Regions from separate parts of the Mus musculus genome. Here region 2 is linked to region 1. The links are chromatin contacts, called in public HiChIP or PLAC-seq maps. All regions are on one chromosome and are shown on one strand. Each heading gives the region's core, a stretch centred on a gene start, on an enhancer-like site or on the middle of the called end of the contact. The rest is flanking DNA. Distances are from core to core; before and after follow the strand shown.

Region 1 (2,990 bases), core at 124-2,623:
AAAGAAAAATTTAAGTTTAACAAATGTCAAAGAAATACAACTAAAATTAACATGAAGTGACGGGGGGAGGGGGGTGGGGGGGAGGCATTGTGTTTCAGTATGAATGATAGGGTTCTCTCTTGGGAGCTAAAACTGAATTACCATTACAGCGCAAGTCTAGTCAACGAAATGCAGCGGAATGATTCCCAAGAGATGATGGTGTACAAAGTGACACACTGGTTTATCTCAGAGTCATCTCGACTGATAGGAACTTCTTTACAGACAATGAATGCACGTTCAAGAACTGGAGCGCTCCTCCTGACCCGGGCAATCCAAAAGTTTGGGGGGTGGGGGTTTAAATGAGTAAGTGACTTCGGGAAATCATGAGGGTAGTAACAAAAAACAGACAGACAGACAGACAGACAAAAAGGCACATCACTTTGTAAATCTGCTCAACGCAATGAACTCTCAAAATAACTTCATTATGAAGGGGAAAAGCAAAGACTGAAACACTCAGAGATTGCTCAATCCATTTTCATTGTGAACTCCTGAGTTCACAGTAGAGTCTAGACACTTAGAGTTAGCCAATATTTTCAGCCGAAAGACAGACACTTTCTTAGCGAGAAATAAACTGAGGGTGCGTCTCGCACCCCAGTTAAGTGTCAGCGAGCCTATTTACGAAAAGCAGTGATTCGCTAGTTCTCAAAGTGCTTGCACTAGAGCTCGAGGGGCAGAGGAGTCGAATGCGCCACCGTTCCCGGGGCGCCCACCGCGCCCCCCTCCCCATCTCGGGAGAAAGCCCCCAAAGGTGGCCGGGGCGCGCAGTGTTTACCCGGCTTGACTGCCCCGGGGAGCTGCTCGTTCCCGGAGCCGCACTCTCTGTTCGAGCGGCGCGCCCCACCGAGCAGCCGTCCCTCAGAGGAGAGCCGCAGCCGGCGCCACAGAAGCGGGCAGCAGAGGAACGTGGGTCCGAGGAGGCCGGGATCGGCGGCCGCGCTATCCACCCCTGGCTGCCGATGCTAAGAAGGGTCCGCCACCCGCGTCGCGCCCGCGCGTCCCCGCGTCCCGCAGCTCGCGCGCGCGGCCGAGAGCAGCCGAGGGGGAGGGGCGGCTGCGCGCGCGCCCCCTCCTCAGACGCCCAAACTTCCCTCAACTCCCTCAACTAAGTTGCGCTCTCACCGTGCGGCTCCCCGGGCTCCCCCGCGGGCCGAGCCGGAGCAGCTCCGCGCCTTGGCCGCGGAGAAGGACAATAGGCGGCCGCTCCCTCGGCGGCGGCGGTGACGGCTGGAGCAAGGAGCAAGCACGGCGGTCTCAACCGAGCCCAAGAGCTTAGCAGCAGCAGCTCCGGCTCTGCGACCGCCCTGCACACAGACCTGCCCACCCGCGCATGCGCCGCCTGCGGCCCGGGGTGGGCGGTGCAACGAGCCAAGCCTAAAAGTTTCTATTGGACAATTAGACTACCCATCATGTTCTGTGAGCCCAATAGGAAGGCTTCTTGGCAGTTGGCTCTGGTTGCTAAGGAACGATGAGGTTGACCGCCACTGCTGCCAGGCGGCAAAGTGATCAAAGTCGGGTGGCTGGCAGCAGCTGCTGGGGAAATGCCCACCCACCTTCTCCTATCCGCCCCATCACCGGAAGCCACCCTTCCTCTGTGCGCCTGGTGCTTACCTAAGTCGGAGCACTTACCACACGTTGACGCTAAGACTCAATAGAGTCTTCTTAAGAGTCCAAGGTGGAGCGGCACAAAGTACTCAAGTATGTTGGATGGGTGAAGATTGTCACAGTGACTTTGAGCTATTCGATCACCACAAAATCATTGCCTTTGAGTTGCTATGGACTTCAGAAACCATCTAGTTGCTTCGGAGAAACCAAGTATGGACATGTTCCAATGGTGACCCAAGATACTACATTAATTGGTACAAAAAGAAACTTCTTTTTGATAGTTACATATTGTAATGTGTTATTAAGGGAAAACATGCCTATAATGCCAAACTATTTTGACATGTTATTTTTTCGGTCAATAGAAAGTTGGGGGGGGGGGGAGCCGGGGATTATGAATATTACGCAAGAAATGTGAGGTTTTCTGTGCAGTTTAATATTTATTGTGGTCGAAGTAAGAAAGGTAGTTTCCTAGGAGGAGAAGGGTATTGACTGGGAAGGAACAGAATGGAATCTCTGCGAGTACTGGCCTTGCATTTTTATTTAGGTGATCAAAACATATTAATATGAAAATATTATGTGGCTGTACCCCTAAGATAAATACCCCATTGGGGGACAGTTTCCTTTAAGTATTGGACTCCCTCTGGCCAACCATCTCCCAGTAGATGACCCAGCACCCACACAGCTATGGACAGTACAAGTTGAACACAGTGGATCATAAGTTTTTTTAAAGAGCAGAAGGAGAATAAGAAGTTGAGAGGGATGGGTTGGGAGAATGTGGCCAAAGTATATTATATGAATGAAGAAAATGTTCAAAGAATTATATGAAAAGATTAACTTCATATAATTTCAAAGTCAGTTTAAAAAAAATAGTAATACAAGATATGGACCTGCCAAAAACTGCAAGAATGGAAGTCACTGTCATTTGGGAAGTTTTAATCCAGACAAGGTCACTACCATCATGAAAATATTTAACAGAAAGTATTATCAGTGCCTGGTGATTGTACCAGGCATTTTCTGTTGTTAAATGTCACTTTCCCTTTTTAAAATTATTTTAATTGAAAAGATGCTTCATATAACATGTTTTGATCTTGTTTTCCCACTCTCCAGTTCCTCTCAGATCCTCCCCACCTCCCTACTCATCCAACTTCATGTTTTTTCTTTTCTTCTTCCTTCATAAAACAAAAGCAAAAAGTACGAAACACAAAAATGGAAATCAAACAATCAAATCCAGGATCAAGTCCAAAAAGAAAAAGAAAGCCAAAACACAGCACAATGAAACAAAAAGTCCACAAAAATACCACTGAGTCCATTTTGTGTTGGCCAATAACTGGAACATGAGGCCTGCCCTG
Region 2 (3,102 bases), core at 190-2,689, 260 kb before region 1:
ACAAGTAACATTCCTGAGCAGGCTACACTTATATATCTAAGAGCATGCACACATCATGCAAGTACTTCTAAGAACAATTATTGAGAAAAAGAGGGCATGAACTTGAAAGAGGAAAAGTATGTGAAAGAGTTAGGAGGTTGGAAAGTGAAGAAGGAAATGACATCATTATAATTTCAAAAGATAAAAGAAATATCCTGAGGTCTCAAATATCCCGAGCTTTTGTACCCAACTCCCTGAGTGAGAAGCCATGTAAGAAAGGTTAACTACAAATCTCCCAAAACACCCCTGAGAAGCCTGACTCAGGAGAACATGGGAGAGTTCCTGAGACAAACCAGATTCAAATTTACCAATGACACATTTCATCTCAAAGTATTTTTAGTTTTCTATTCCCGTGGCCTACAAGGGCCACTGATGTAAAAACCATGCACTCTGGGCCTCCGAAAGGTCATCAGCTCTTCCTGCTGCAATGAAGTCATAAAAACAGGCTGTGCCAAGAGGCCAGAGGCAAAGCACAAACAAGCAAAAGATCTGTCTTTGGGGACAGCTGAAGAGGCGTGTGTCTCCTGGGAAAGGCTCACTCAGGAAATCAGACAGCAGTTCACTAGGTACGGTTGCTTCAGGGAGTACCACAGACCTTGTTCTAGCCAACAAGGTCAAGATGCTTTTGGACTTAAAGGCTTGGACTTATGGACTGTGGGGTAAGAGAAACTTGCCACTGTGAAGGAGACTGCCAGATACCTAGATCTGAAGGCCTTCCCCATTTCTTCTGAAGCAGTTGTTACTGCAATATCTGCTTGGTTCACAGATCCCTTTCTGAACACTAGCAGTCACACAGCACTGGGATTTTGTGAGGTTTTTCTCCTGTTCTGAGGATCTTGTACTCTCTGGTGCAGTACATGGATCATGATTGTCTATTCAAATATCTATGTATATATAGACCCACAGTCTATTTGTCTAAGCCAAACGCCCTGACATAATCTTCATGACTACATATGAGAGTTGCTGTGTCAACTTATTGACATGTAAAAGAGACTAGGACACATGGCAGGCAAACCAAATTTAATTTAAGTCTAATTCTGGTTACCACCATGAGCCCCGAATAAGTCCCTTCTCCTTGTGCTTTGGTTTCCAAGTCTACCGGACAAAAGGCACCACACCCTCATTTTAAGTACTGTGAAGACATGGCAATGTAGAAACTCATCATCTGAAATCGATGCAATTACTTTGGAAAGTCATTTAACAACATCTAGTGAGGTTCAGTGTGTGTCACTTTTATGAATTAGCACTGAGACTAGTGCCATACACAAGGACGCAAGGATGCCCTTGTGGCTCTGTCTGAGTCAAAGTGGAAATAGCCCCGTATCCTAAGCAGCAGAACAGCTTGAAGTATGTGTGAAAGACAGTACCACAGATGAGCTAAATGCCAGTATCTACATCTATGTGCTCAGTACTTCCGTTCTCTACAATAGAACACTGGGGAGAATAAAGCAAACTGCAAAGTGAGATGCACAGCAACAGCAAACCAACCACTACTACCCAGTTTTGTTCATATGAGGGAACTGTGAGCCACAGATGACATCAACGCTTACTTGGAGGGAAGAAGGAAGACTGACATAGGGAAACAAATTCAATTTTAACTGTAAAGGTGTATTTCTTTAAAAATGAAGGATGAAGTACTGTGTCAAAATGTTACACACCCTTTCTTCCTTCCTCCCTCCCTTCCTTCACTGTGTCGATGGAGGTCAAACCTAGTGCCTCATACAATATAGGCAATCACTCTATCACTGAGCTATATTTTTACATTTTAAGTTGAGGTCCAAAAAGTTCCTACTGCTATTATATTATCCATGTATAATATTGTATTAATAGCTCTTACTTAGAAAACCACCAGTGTATCAAACTGTATTACCCCCAAAAGCTCCTTAGATTCCCTTATCATTTGAAAATAGTAATTTACCATATTTGCCATCCATTATACTGAAATGCTAATTTCAGTATCACAGTTACGAAATGCATCCTTTCTTTTGTTTTACTCTGACTCTATCATATCCAGGGCTTGTTGGGCGGGCAATAAGAGAGGATATAGGTTTGAGAACTTGGCACTAATTCTGATCTGTAAATGTGACAAACAAAAACAGTCCTGACCAAAACTGCTTCCAAGCTGTTCCCTCCTGCTCCTTTCCTTCTAGATTCAACAACCCTCAGAAGGTTAAGTAGTGCTGCTTTTTAGGGGTGAGGGGAATGGTACTTTTGAAGAGACATTGGCAGTTCTCATGTTCTTAGACCACTGTTTGAGATTTAAGAACAATTCTACTTCATGAGACACAAAAGTAGAAATAGCATCCTGAATGTGCTTCCAGTAGAACTTTTCACAGAGATTCACGGTTTCAGTTAACTGTCATCAAACCTACAACCTAGCTGAAATTTTTATTATGCCCAGGATTACAGCCACAAGTCGTAGTGATAAGCAGTTCACATGGCTATCTGTTAACCACACTGAAGTATCTACTGGAAAAACACTAAATTTGTCACCAAGTGGTCCTAGACACAACACATAGGACAACGGTTTTAGTGCTAGGTGTGAGTGAATTAGTAATGGTTAGCGCCACAGACAGCAGCCAAAGTCATGGGATTTACAACTGTACTATCTGTTTTAAAATAGACAATTAAAAATATAAGACACGAAGGCATGTCTAGTATATTTTTAAGTACACTGCCACAAACCATACTGTGTTGTTAGGAAGACGAAAGAAAACTTGCCAGGGCTCTTCAGAGAAGCTGGAGCCCACACTTGGCTGCAGACTGCCCTTTGCCTCTAAGTACTTTTCTCTCAATGGCTGTGCTTAAATCTATGCTACACCTTTTCCTTTTCTTTCTTTTTTTAAAACAAACTTCAACATTTATCAAATGTTCATAACAAAGAAAAAGCTGATTTGGCCTTCTTTATATTTAAAACAGTGCCTAAGAGCAGTAAGTGGGATGATTTCATTATTTCAAAATTCTTCAAAAAGTCACAAAGTACAGTGGTTCACAGGCTTAGAGCTGACCCTTAATCATATTTCTATGAAATTAAAAGCCAATAGCTCAGCTTGCATCCACCCA

The links. HiChIP or PLAC-seq counts read pairs in DNA pulled down with a chosen protein or histone mark.
Region 2: an H3K27ac HiChIP or PLAC-seq map of microglia shows a contact between it and region 1, with 6 times the contacts expected there. The contact joins the enhancer-like site here to the promoter of Akap13 in region 1. A contact is called at or near these places in 5 of 39 promoter capture datasets (the C10 cell line, liver, neural stem cells and 1 more), 2 of 484 Hi-C or Micro-C datasets (CD4 T cells and Sertoli cells), 8 of 115 datasets of contacts at active chromatin or transcription factors (bone marrow-derived macrophages, cardiomyocytes, embryonic limb bud and 5 more) and 1 of 9 other capture datasets (adipose tissue).

The regions. Positions count from the first base shown.
Region 1 is chr7:75,453,917-75,456,906 of GRCm38.p6, reverse strand. It overlaps Akap13 (A kinase (PRKA) anchor protein 13), which reads right to left and starts at 1,373. Exons shown (of 37, transcript NM_029332.1): 1 at 1,159-1,373.
Region 2 is chr7:75,713,543-75,716,644 of GRCm38.p6, reverse strand. The region is part of intron 17 of Akap13 (A kinase (PRKA) anchor protein 13); the gene reads right to left. Among named protein-coding and RNA genes, the nearest start is that of AU020206, 67 kb to the left of the region's middle. Within about 2 kb of position 1,439, at least 53 of the 459 cell types and tissues checked have an H3K27ac peak or open chromatin away from gene starts, as enhancers often do. A contact at or near this core is called in adipose tissue, cardiomyocytes, fibro-adipogenic progenitors and 5 more, where this site is marked.